3 separate regions of the Mus musculus genome follow, and regions 1 and 2 are each linked to region 3. A link is a contact called in public HiChIP or PLAC-seq and promoter capture Hi-C data. All regions are on one chromosome and are shown on one strand. The core of a region is the stretch at or near the end of the contact, and the rest is flanking DNA. Distances in the headings are between cores, read along the strand shown.

The links. HiChIP or PLAC-seq counts read pairs in DNA pulled down with a chosen protein or histone mark. Capture Hi-C pulls out chosen DNA fragments and counts their contacts.
Region 1: a contact with region 3 is called in an H3K27ac HiChIP or PLAC-seq map of embryonic stem cells, with 6 read pairs. The contact joins the enhancer-like site here to the promoter of Folr1 in region 3. A contact is called at or near these places in 16 of 39 promoter capture datasets (the 3T3-L1 cell line, 3T3-L1-derived adipocytes, the HPC-7 cell line and 11 more), 1 of 15 datasets of contacts at CTCF or cohesin (large pre-B cells), 14 of 484 Hi-C or Micro-C datasets (CD4 T cells, the HPC-7 cell line, LSK cells and 9 more), 11 of 115 datasets of contacts at active chromatin or transcription factors (the HPC-7 cell line, embryonic basal ganglia, embryonic stem cells and 6 more) and 5 of 9 other capture datasets (adipose tissue, embryonic stem cells, liver and 2 more).
Region 2: a contact with region 3 is called in a promoter capture Hi-C map of pancreatic islet. The contact joins the promoter of Trpc2 here to the promoter of Folr1 in region 3. A contact is called at or near these places in 2 of 39 promoter capture datasets (liver and pre-B cells), 1 of 15 datasets of contacts at CTCF or cohesin (large pre-B cells), 2 of 115 datasets of contacts at active chromatin or transcription factors (both in embryonic stem cells) and 3 of 9 other capture datasets (adipose tissue, liver and pancreatic islet).

The regions. Positions count from the first base shown.
Region 1 is chr7:101,681,743-101,685,645 of GRCm38.p6, forward strand. All of the region lies in intron 2 of Clpb (ClpB caseinolytic peptidase B), which reads left to right. Among named protein-coding and RNA genes, the nearest start is that of Clpb, 20 kb to the left of the region's middle. Within about 2 kb of position 2,464, at least 21 of the 459 cell types and tissues checked have an H3K27ac peak or open chromatin away from gene starts, as enhancers often do. A contact at or near this core is called in embryonic stem cells and epiblast stem cells, where this site is marked.
Region 2 is chr7:102,080,648-102,084,835 of GRCm38.p6, forward strand. It overlaps Trpc2 (transient receptor potential cation channel, subfamily C, member 2), which reads left to right and starts at 2,469. Exons shown (of 13, transcript NM_001109897.2): 1 at 2,469-2,539; 2 at 3,214-3,933. The coding sequence starts at 2,525. It overlaps Xntrpc (Xndc1-transient receptor potential cation channel, subfamily C, member 2 readthrough), which reads left to right. Exons shown (of 22, transcript NR_104582.1): 9 at 836-963; 10 at 1,394-1,794; 11 at 3,214-3,933. Xndc1 (Xrcc1 N-terminal domain containing 1) reads left to right here. Exons shown (of 11, transcript NM_001286689.1): 10 at 836-963; 11 at 1,394-3,115. The coding sequence ends at 1,626.
Region 3 is chr7:101,868,980-101,873,237 of GRCm38.p6, forward strand. Folr1 (folate receptor 1 (adult)) reads right to left here and starts at 1,809. Exons shown (of 7, transcript NM_001252554.1): 1 at 1,630-1,809; 2 at 178-325. It overlaps Gm35597 (a long non-coding RNA gene), which reads left to right and starts at 1,732. Exons shown (of 3, transcript XR_378387.3): 1 at 1,732-2,692; 2 at 3,618-3,757.

The sequences.
Region 1 (3,903 bases), core at 1,214-3,713, 190 kb before region 3:
TAAGGCACAGATGGAGGCTGCCTGGGGATTCTAGCCCTAGGCGCCTTGTCTCTGCTCAGACAGAGGGCCTGGTGCTGTTATTACTGTAAACAGGGCCTTCTGGGCGGCTCCAACCAGGGTCCTGTTGCCCAGATAGTGATCATGATTGGGTCTGCATGGCTCAGTGCTTCCAGGCCTCTGATGCAGGTGGGACAGAGCTCCCCACTCTTCAGCCCCTCCCTGGTTGCAGCTGAGGGCCAGTTCCTGCAAAAGATCCGGAAATCAGTTGGAACAATGCTTGATTGAAGTTCGCTGGCCGCTTTGTATTGATTGGTCATAAAGAAAAAGGAAGAAAAGTGAGGTGGTGTCTTCTTTCTTTCCCTGAGAAGAGCTAGTCCTAAATGACTTAAATGTGCATCTGCCTGCCTAGGACTTCTTCCTTCCTGCAAGCACCCAAGCCGAAGGAATTACCCTTTTAGATGTCTTACTGGGTCAGGTCTGCTGGGAATCTATTTCTCAGTTTTTATTTTGGTGCTATATGTATTTTTTTTTAATAATTTAGGCTTATTTATCTTTATTATGTGATTGTTTTGCCTGTGTGTGTGTGTGTGTGTGTGTGTGTGTGTTTCTTCTGGAGGTCAGAAGAAGATACTGAATTCCCTAGAACTGGAGTTAACAGGTAGTTGGAAGTCACTACATAGATTCTGGGAACCAAACCCAGGTCCTCTGCGAGAATAACTTAACAGCTGAGCAGTCTCTCCAGCTCTAGATGCTACACACATTTAAAATGATAATGTTTTAGAAGTAATAGGGACTGCAGAGAAAAATAAGGCCCACAGAGGTAGATTTATCCTGAGCAATACATCAAGTACCTGACAGCTGTGGTTAGAACCCATGACCATCAGCCCTCCAGACCATGTCCCCACTCCTGAGTCTGAGATGCCTCGAACATACTTATACACAGGAGCCTAAGTACTTTGAAAAAGACTGCTGCCGCAGGTTTTCCACCACAAGACAGAGCAGTATTGGTGGCAGATTGGTGTTTGCAGGTGCTATAGAGAGACTCAACCCTGAGAACTCCCATGTGCCAACTGCCAGGGCAGGAATGGGGTGGGAGGTGGGGCAGATGAAAACAGTTCATTTCTGGAGGGTACTGGTGACTGAGGAAGTTAGACAAAGCAGCCAAATGTTAACTGTTTTAATACAGATTAGCACGGGGGACTGGGAAGGAAACAGACCATTTTAGGGAAACCTTAGAGGATGAAACTTGAAAATGATTAAGAAAAAATGAGCAATGCTGTGGTCACTGTTGTGAAAACAACAATAGAACTTGCAACTGCAAGGAAGTGCTCAGAGCAGAGAGTGAGGTCAGCCTGCTGCCCTCCGGCTCTCACCAGAAGAGCGACGTCTCCTCTTGGCCTTTGGCCTGCTGGCCTCTCACATCCCTGGTTACTAGAGAAGACTTTTTTTCCTTCTTTGCTCTTAGGCTCTGCTACTGACTGTCTTCCCTTACCGGGGGTAAGCAGTTTATTTTTTTGTTTGTCTGTTTGTTTGTTTGATTGCTTATCGAGACAGGATTTCTCAATGTAGCCCTTGCTTGTCCTAGAACTGGCTCTGAGACCAGGCTGGCCTTGAACTCAGAGATCTGCCTGCCCCTATCTCTAAAGTGCTGAGATTAAAGGCTTGAGCCACCACTGCCCACCCAGTGGCAGTTTATTTTCTATCCACAGATATGTTCGGGTAATTGCTATATTTTTTATGCCATCCTGATTTACTCAGGACATCAGGTGTAGTGGCAAGGAGCCCTTATCACTGAGCCATTTCCCCCAGCCCTCTCCCATCACTAGTGTAAATGGCCAATGATACTAATGGCATAAGCATCGCTGTTTTCATAGTGCTTTAGTATATACCAAGTGTCTTAACTGGCTTGATTTATTTGACTTATTATCTCTTGACACCCCTATGTATGATATACATATACAGTAAGGCGGGGAGAGGGGCGAGCTCTGGAAGACAAGGTTCTGTTACATAGCTCTGGTTGACCTTGATTCATGGTGATCCTCCTGCCCCAGCCTACTGAGTGCTGGCATGCACCACCATACATAACCAGGTCCTGTCCTTTCACTAACAGAAACAGTGAGCAGGAGCTGTTGTGGGAGGGAACAGAGAAAAGCCAAGTTATACATTTATCCATGGGCCACCCCTCAGTAAATGGCTGGCAGTGAATGTGTTTGAACTGAGGTTTTTTCTGCCTTGTATACCCTGGGAGTTGTGCAGAAGCTGGGACTCAACTCTAGCTGTGTGCTGTGTTCTCCTGTCTGCTACCCTGAGCCATCCCCAGTTAGTATCACCCACCAGTGCCCCGCCAAGCAGAAGAGTTAGTTCATTAGAGAGAGCTGGCCACAAGTCTGAGCCCAGGAAAGCCTGCGGTGCCCACCCCCTCTCCCCAGTGCAGCGCAGGCTGCTCGGCCCTGACTGGCAGCCTGCATTAAGCATTCTACTCATCATCTCAGGGATGATGGAATCCTAACCTTTTCGGAGACACCGTGCTCTGTCACAAGCATTGCTCTTTTTAAAAGAGATTAATTCACTTGCCGCATTTTGTCCATTGGTGAAAATCACCAGGGGGAGCAAGGGTGGCTTTCTCTGGCCTCTGAGGCCCTTTCAACTACTCTCAGCAGGCAGTCCCCGCCCCACCCCATACCCAGCCCGCTCAGGACTTTGAAATGAGTGCCTGCTGGGCATTTACTTGACAAAAAGCAGCAAAATGAACTAGGGAGATGTGGGTTGTGAAGTCCTAACTTTGGGGGATGCTCTGCTCTGAGGGAAAGCAGAGGAGACACAGTGCCCTCCCCACCCCAACTCAGCACCTCAAGTGGATAACTTGTGGTTGGGTTTGCTGTGGTGCTAGTGAACTTCTCTGGTTCTTCCTCACGTTACAGAGAGCCCCACAGGTATGCTATGTCTCTCAATCCCCACAACCACCTTGCATGAGAGAGGTTAGCATCCTCTCCTTCACAGCAAGTGACCACAGAGCCTGGATCCTTGCTGTCTTCCATTACACCCTGGCCCCAAGAGGCTGCAGAGAGTAATTGTCAGTCACGAGCTGGGCTTGAGGCTGGTCTCCTCCTGTGACTGGCCCCAGGTTGCAGAGCCCTGCCCTGATATGTACGTGTGGATATGGAAATGGCAGAGTGCAGTCCTCACTGACCTCAGTGAAGCTCACTGAGGGGTGTGACTGCTTAGGGTGCTGGGATAGTAAGTGCAGAGCTTTGCTTTGCGCTAGACTAGACACAGGGCTTCTGACTTCCCAGACAAGGTTTTAGTGTATATTTCAGGCTGGTCTTGAACTTGCAGCAATTCTAATGCCTCAGCCTCCCAGTGAAAGATATGTACTACAATGCTGAACTGGCCTTACAAGAGTTTTCTTTTGTTTTTTCTTAAAACTAACAAAAAAAAGAGTCTTTGCAGAAAAAACAAACCCATATATGTAAGTAGTTCAAATTTTTCATTATCACAAGTTAAAAACAGCAGTATATCCTTTGTACTCCTTAGATTTGTAATCCCAACATCCAGGAGGCTAATACAGGAGGTTCATGAGTCAAGGCCAGCTTGGGATGCTTAGTAAGTTCAAGGCTGATATAGGCAACATAGTAAACTTTGTTTCAAAACAAAAATAAAAAGTCTTGTATTGCAAAGTGTCTCAAGACAAGGCATGCACAGAGGACCCCTTTCTTGCTGGTATAAAGGTCAATAGAACAAGATTATCCTAAGGATACTGGCCCTGTTGTTCACACCACATACACGCATGCATGCCTGTGATCCACACAACTTCCATTCCCAAGGAAATGGTTTCATAGGTCCCAAGGAACATGGAGAGGATGTCCTTTGAGCATTGTTTTTGGTGGCTAGCTGGGTATCCCT
Region 2 (4,188 bases), core at 1,219-3,718, 210 kb after region 3:
CCCCGGTCATAGTGAGCCAGAATCAGAAGATCAGGTCACACGCACACTGCATGTGATCACAATGTACATCTTACAGCTTAGACCTGTAATCCTAGCACTCAGGAAGCTTATACATTTGACAACTAGGACTGCTGGACTAGTGGGATACACAGCAAGTTTCAGGCCAGCCTGAAATCAGTGTTTGCTGGTGTCTATGGGGACAGACAGACGAATGTGGAGTGACTGACATGCATTTGGAGTTTCCTGGGGGTTGATAGAAAACGTCCTAGAAATACTTAGTTACTCAGCTTTAATCCATGTTTCCAAAGGCTAATTTTTTTTTCTTTTTCTTGAGACAGGGTTTCTCTGTGTAGCCCTGGTTGTCCTGGAACTCACTCTGTAGACCAGGCTGGCCTCAAACTCAGAAATCCACCTGCCTCTGCCTCCCGAGTGCTAGGACCGAAGGCTAATTTATGGTATGTGTATAATCTCAGTTTTAAAATTGAAAAACTGCTAGGCATGATGGCATACGCCTTTAATCCCAGAAGCTGAAAGGCAAAGACAGTCCGAACTTGAGTTCTAGGAAAGCCTGGTCTACCTCTAAGTTCTAGGATATACAGGGCTACATAGTGAGACCCTATTTCAAAATTAATTAATTTTTAGAAACTGAGGCCAATGGTAGAAGCTCTGTTGTCAAATGCTCGAAGGTTAACTGCTTTCCTCCAAGTCTGTCATATCGAGTGGGAAAATCAGTTACTCTTTCCACTTTCTTCTTCATGCTTCTGATCCAGATTCTATACCTTCAGCCTTTGTAGTCTCTCCCAGATAGCTGCCCTTAAACTGTTCTTTCCCACAGATCGTTGTCCAACTCGAGTTCTCAGCCAAATAGGAGGACAGGAAGGACAAGACAAAGACAGCACCGACCTCAGACCAAAAGTGATGACGGTGGTGTGCAGGCTGCTGGACAGTGTCCTATTTGTGCAGGTGAACTGCATCAATCACCATGGGGGTGGGTGTCGTTCTAGACAATTAGTGGGCTCCAAGTACAATAGAAGACCCTGTCTCAAATAGTTGGAGAAGCAATACGATACGAAGTATCAGCCTCTGGCCTCCATAAGTGCATGCATATGGTACACACATACCAATCAGTTTTGTTACACACACAGTTTTGATTTGTCCAAGCCTGGCAGCAATGTTCTTTATGCTCATAGCTGATCTTTCCCAGTAGACTCAATGTTCTGTAAGGATGTCCATGTCCCTCTCCGCCTAGTAAATGTCTGATGGATGTCTGCAGACATATGATAGTGTCTCTCAGCAAGCACTTGCACTGTGGCAGCAGATACTCCCTTCAGCAACTGGGGATGGCAGCTTGCCTGGGAGCAGGCCCAGTTTAACTGTCTCCTTTTCTCCTTAGGTTTCTTCAGTATTGAGACTCTTCCCCAGCATGCTGCAACTTGTGGAGAGAGCCCCCCACCCCAGCCAGCTTCTCCTGCCTCCTTGTCTTCCTCGGAGTCCGTGCTGTGGGTCTCCTCCCCAGAGAGCTCGCCGCCACCTTCCTGGGTCCAGTGCCCTATCTGTGAATTACAGTTCTCAGCAAGAGAAATAGAAGAACATGCCAGCGTGTGTGGGGAAGTTTTGCCAGCCTGAGCAGTGACGTTCTGTTGACCCTTTATGTTGGAGCCTGGGGAATGGATCTCTGGTGGCTAAGAAGGGTTGGGTCCCCTCCCTCCAGCTATTACTCAGGACTCCGCCTGCCTGAGAACACTGTGGACCCAGCTTGCTCCCCATTCCTGTTGTCAAGGCTTTGTCACTATGGTACCCAATTCTCAAAGGATATTTTCCCCTTAGAACTTCTTTGGTAGAATTGATGATCTCTCCAAGGCCTTAGGATACTATCTAGAATGTGTTACCTAATGCCCATTTTCCTGAATGAAAAACTGAGGCTCAGTCAGGGGGAAATAATGGCTGGGAATTATAAAGTTATGCTGTTTGGGAAGATGAGTGAATGAGTCTTGAGTGTGAAACTAACGAGTTCCATATGACCTTGACCTTCTGTGTTCTTCATGGGTATCTGTCTCAGATGTAGTCAGATGACTCTGAAACTTTACTTCTCATGGGTGTGAAATGGATCTTCAGTAACATGAAAACCCTCTTCCTACTCACATGGTTCTTAAGGGAGCCAGAGAGATTCCTTTCTAAGGAGTAGATGATTCTGGGCATGGCTTGTAAGGGTTTGAGCAAATCTCATTCCAACTATTTGAGATAGTTGGACCACAGTGTCTCCCCTGGAGCTGTGGTAGTTCAATTCTGCTTTAAAGAATTGTGCACGCTTCCCTTTTTCCCCAGGAGACGTCATCATGTGGCACTAACACCCGTTCCCCTTGTCCCCAAGGTACGAGGCAGGGAGAGAGCAGCTGGTCCTGATGAAGGGAGGGCACAGGGTGGGGCTTTGGGTAGAAATAAAAGAGAATGCTAGGCACAGTCAAGGGAGAGGCAGAGCTGGAGTTCAAGCATTCAGCCCCTGCCCACAGAGGTGGGTGCAGCCATGGACCCCCTTTCGGTAAGAGACCCCTGCTTTCCTCCCCTCTTCATCCCAGTCCCCGGGGATGCAGGGACAGCCTGCTGCCAGACAAGTCTGGGATGCTGCTGCTGGTGGGAGAGCCCTCGGATCCCTGATCCAGGGCCTAGAAGAAAAGAGCAAAGGGCTGGGCCTGGTAGAAGAACAGGACCAAACACTAAGGAGTAGAGATGCTCCCCAAAGTAGAAGACAGATTGAGAGCGGGTGGTGGAAGGGAACATCTTAAGGTCCTGCTAGAGCCCTCTGCATAGACAAAGGGTTTAGGGAAAGCCCAGCTTGAAGACCCTCCATGTGTGCGTGTCTGAACTTGTCCTTCAGAGAGAGAAACAGCTAGAAGATCAAGCAAGCTGGGATCCTATTCTTGCCAGATTCTGTGTGCTTGTGTGTAGGTTAGGTACCTAGTGTGGCCCCGACCACCTACTCTAATCACCTCTTCAGGGAACTGACACTGGGCCCTGCTACGTGGGATTTTTTATAAGAGTGGAAGTGAGCAGAGTAAACACTCCCCACACTAGCGTTTCCTAAGTGAATCTACATAATAAAATGGTGAACAAGACAGTATGTGTTGCCGATCTGTGTTTGGGACGAGGAAGGCATGATAGCTGATTACAGAAGGTAATCTTGGGAACTCAGAGTGCTATCTCTCCTTCACCTAGCCACAGCCCAACTGGACTGAGATTGTGAACAAAAAGCTCAAATTCCCCCCCACACTCCTGCGTGCCATCCAGGAGGGCCAGCTGGGTCTTGTGCAGCAGCTGCTGGAATCCAGTTCCGATGCCTCGGGTGCTGGGCCAGGTGGTCCTCTGCGGAATGTGGAAGAGTCTGAGGACCGCTCCTGGAGGGAAGCCCTCAACCTGGCCATCCGCCTGGGCCACGAGGTCATCACTGATGTTCTGCTGGCCAATGTCAAATTCGACTTTCGGCAGATCCACGAAGCCCTGCTAGTGGCTGTGGACACAAACCAGCCAGCAGTGGTGCGTCGCCTGCTAGCGCGGCTGGAGCGGGAGAAAGGTCGAAAAGTAGACACCAAGTCTTTCTCTCTAGCCTTCTTTGACTCATCGATTGATGGCTCCCGCTTTGCCCCTGGTGTCACTCCACTCACACTGGCCTGCCAGAAGGACCTGTATGAGATTGCCCAGCTGCTTATGGACCAGGGCCATACCATTGCTCGGCCCCACCCAGTTTCCTGTGCCTGCCTCGAGTGCAGCAATGCCCGCCGATACGACCTGCTGAAGTTCTCACTATCCCGAATCAACACCTACCGAGGCATTGCAAGCCGGGCTCACCTCTCGCTGGCCAGTGAGGATGCCATGCTGGCCGCTTTTCAGCTCAGCCGGGAGCTCAGGCGCCTTGCACGAAAGGAGCCTGAGTTTAAGGTTTGTTACCCCCCCCCCCCATTTCTTAACTCCATCCTGCCCTCAGTGCCCTGTGTCTGTTGTTGCACTGGGACAGGATTGGGCTTTGTGGTGGCTGTTGTAGGAAGTTTGAGAAGTGGGAAACAGCAAGCAGGGATGGAGCCTCTTGTTTTAAGAACAACGATTTTATCCAGAACAGACTTTCATTCCAGTGACAGCCACTTATGTGAGGAATAAGTGGCTTCCACCTTAGGGTACTCTAGATCCATCTAAGGG
Region 3 (4,258 bases), core at 559-3,058:
ACCATTACCACACCTGCATCCACCTAGGATTCCCAGACTGGGAGAGTCGAGAGCTCAGTGCTAGGCTGAAGGACAGACTCCACCTACACTATCTTACAGTGGACCCTTGGGCCGGCTGTGCTCTGACCTATCATCATTTCCAAATCAGCAAATTCTTTAACACACGCTGGGGAGTACCTTAGGGTATGTGGATCCTGCTGAGAAGTGTCAGGCGGCAAACAAGGAAAAGATGGCAGCTCTCAGAGTGCCTCGGGCTTCTTTGTCTCCACTCTAGGCTTCCTTTGCTTTCTTCATTCCAGGAGACAGCCGGCCGAGGTTTAGTGGCCTAGGAAACAGAGCTGTGTGGAGCAGGTAGTGGGAATGCAGCCCAGGAATGGAGCCTGAGATTGGGCGAGGCCATTCAGCTGTTAATTATTGCATGTGTGCAACAGCAGGCCTCTGTAGGGATGCGATTAATAGTACAGGCTCCGTTCTTGGGATGTGTATGGCAAAGGCTGGCCTAGCATGTGTGAGGCCCTGGGTTCAATCCCCAGCATTGCAAGTAAACAAATAAACAAACAGCTGGGTGGTGGCACATGCCTAGTATGTGTGAAGCCCCAGTTTCAATCCCAGCATTGCAAATAAATAAACAAACAGCCGGGCTGTGGTGGTGCATGCCTTTAATCCCTGCACTCGGGAAGCAGAGGCAGGCAGATCTTTGTAAGTTTGAGACCAGCCTGATCTACAGAGAGAGTTCCAGGATAGTCAAGGCTACACTGAAAGACCCTGTCTCAAACAAACAAACACCTCACATTGTGTCTTGAGCTGCTAAGATCCTTTAAAATAATCCATCCACTACCAACACCCATGTCCTATTATACACATGAATAGGATGAGCCCCAGAGGACCACACCAGAGCCAATGGCAGGACTGTCACTAGAACACAGGCTTGCAACTTCCAGGCCTGTTGTATAGAATCAGAAGATCCCATGTCCCCAACTTCTCTCAGCTACAAGTTCCCCCAACCTCACCAGCCAGGCTATCACCCACTTCCAGTCACAAGACCCTGATGGCCTAACCTTTCTGACGAGAGCCTCAGTGCTGTGGAAGCCCAGGCTTCCTTTCCTTCTCCACTTGCTCACCTCCCACTCCTGTGACAGATCTTTACAGGCGTGGGGGCGTGGGGGGAACCCTTAAGGATCTGAGCTAATTTTGACATCACCCACATTTCACTGCAGCCAAAACAGGACCCCGTCCCCCACCCATCCCTTACTGGGAGCCCAGGATGGCGCTGCTGTTGGATAAAGGAGTGGGGAGTAGATTTGAGCAGGAGACTCGGAGTTGTTGATCAGTTACCTGTGCGTGTGTGGCCCCAGAGGAAGGCTCCAAATTGGACATAGATGTGGGAGCTGTCTCAACCGAAATTTAAGTGAGATAGTAGAGACCACTACATTGGTGAATGTCAGGAGAAAGAGAAAAGGAAGGAGGGGAAGGAAGGCAAGGAAGAAGGGAAGGAGGAAGGAGAGAGAGGAGGCAATTTGGACTCTGGGGGAAAATTAGCCAAAGAACAAGGCCCTACAAAGAGAGACAGGCTCCCAGGAGGTCCCTGGTTCTGTCTTGCTACCCTTCGCCCTGGCCACTGCCATGTACCTGAATCCTGTGACACACCAGGAGTGTTTGTCTACTGAAGATCACAACAGGTTGGGGACTTCTAGAGCCGTCAGCCTCCTTTCTTGTTTATACTTCCAGATCAGCCTGCTGACTGGGGAAGGGTGGGCCAGGTATCTATAAAGCCTAAAGCTGGAGGCCCTTCTAAGCTGTCTCTGCCCCGGGGCTGATTATTAACTGGCCTTTATGGCTCCTCTATTGCAAGAGTGAGGTTTGCCCCCTGGGTGATGCTCCTGAGCTCTACAGCTTCTGAATAATTAACCTTTCCAGTGAGGATTTGAGGTGAAGATTGAGCTGGGGCCTGGAGTGAACACCCTGCCCTGCCTCAGCTCCTGCCTGAGTGAGGAAAAAAAGAAATAAAAAGGAGGCCATGACAGCCCCTAGGTATGGTGGAGGAGAAAGTTTATTGTAGATATGGAGAAGAGCCTAGCCAGAAAAGCATTTGGAAGGGCCCAGAGTGAACAAGACCCTGAGCTGGGTCATGGGAGGGGAGAGGGGAAAGCCATGAGACCAAAAGTGCAAAAGGGTAAAAAGACCAGCTTAGCCAAAATGACTGCATTCTATAGAGAAGAACCACTAGAAGAAGGGTGGCCCAGGCCCTGGGCTGGAGAAGGTTTAGGTCAGGGAACCAGGCACGCCAACCAGGAGGATCCTGAAAACAAGCAGAGACTGGGGGATGCTAGGAGAGCTAGGCAGCTTGTGTAGGACCTCCATCAGCTATTTGACTGCATTTGAGCCCTAATGCCCTGAATGTTGAAGTGTTGTACCCATCCGGAGCCTAAGTGTTGAGATCATTTGACCACTAGGGAGGGACAGAATTTCACAGTCACCTTGGAGCCAGTCCAAGAAGTATCTCCCTGAGATAGCAGCTTATTATCAGCAAAACTGACTGTCAGTGTCTAGTCTGGCCCAGCCTGCTAGTGTCTTGTGACCAGGCTGAAAAAACAGGAAGGTGTTTGACAACCCCCCACATCCAACAGTGGGATTAAAGGCCAGGAAGCAAGAGAAGGCCTCCAGATTGCAGGGGAGAGAATCCTGAGCTTTGGTGAGTATCGGGCCCCCGATGTGCGCCATTCACACTGTTCAGGGCTGTGGACACTGGAGTTTGTCTACAAGTCTGGTGTCGTTCGTTTGCTTGAGAGAAGTCTATCAGGCATCCTGGAGCAGCATTCTAAGGCTTATGACTCCACACTACTTCTCCTGCCTGATTTTTTTTTTCTTTTCTTTTTGAGACAGGGTTTCTATGTGTAGCCCTGGCTGCTCTGGAACTCACTCTGTAGACCAGGCTGGCCTCGAACTCAGAGATCCACCTGCCCTCTGCCTCCCGACTGTTGGGATAAAAGTCTGCCTTTCTTTCTTTCTTTCTTTCTTTCTTTCTTTCTTTCTTTCTTTCTTTCTTTCTTTCTCTCTTTCTAAACATTTTTTTTTTTTTTTTTTGCTTTTTTGGTTTTTCGAGACAGGGTTTCTCTGTATAGCCCTGGCTGTCCTGGAGCTCACTTTGTAGACCAGGCTGGCCTTGAACTCAAAAATCTGCCTGCCTCTGCCTCCCGAGTGCTGGGATTAAAGGCGTGTGCCACCACGCCCGGCTACATTTATTTATTATATATGTAAGTACACTGTAGCTGTCTTCAGACTCCCCAGAAAAGGATATGAGATCTCATTACAGATGGTTGTGAGCCACCATGTGGTTACTAGGAATTGAACTCAGGACCTCTGGAAGAGCAGTCAGTGCTCTTAACCTCTGAGCCATCTCTCCAGCCCCCACAAGTCTGTGTTTCTGATCATTTCCAGCTCTGTCCACTAGAATTCTGCTTGTACTTCTTTACAAGCAAGCGCAACCTTATTGCTGACTCTTGGATATATATGTCCCCACTGTCCCCACTGTCCCCACAAGACCTTTGCAAGGGATTCTTTCCAGTCACATCCTGTCCATTAAGCTGAGACTATCATTTGTGTTCCATTACTGACAGGATGAACACCTGGATTCTTTAACTCCCCAGCACCTCTTATCTGCGATAAAATGGCATTGTCTCTCTCCTGCTTCAGATGTGCACATTTTGAGAAGTGGAGAGCAAGAATACAGTATGACATCTCTTCTCAGAGACTACAGGTGGCTTCCTTAGGCTGATGGTGAAGTTGTTTTAGTGGGCAGCTGTAGGCTGAGGTCTGTCTTTAGTTACTTTTCTGTTGCTGTGATAAAACATCCTGACCAAGGCAACTTATAGAAGGGAGGGATTATTTGGGGTTTACATTTGAGAGGGGTAGGAAGTCCCATTGTGGTGGGGGAGTGTAAGAACAGGCAGGCATGGACGCTGAAGGTAGAAGTTGACAACTGAGAGCTCACACCTCAAACTGCAAACAGGGAGGAAAGAGAGGAGGGGCAGAGAGGGAAGTGGGGAGAGAGTGCAAGCTCTAGATGGTGCGAGTAATTAACAATGCTTTTGTTTGTTTGTTTGTTTGTTTTTGTTTTTTCGAGACAGGGTTTCTCTGTATAGTCCTGGCTGTCCTGGAACTCACTTTATAGACCAGGCTGGCCTCGAACTCAGAAATCTGCCTGCCTCTGCCTCCCAAGTGCTGGGATTAAAGGTATGTGCCACCACTGCCCGGCCAA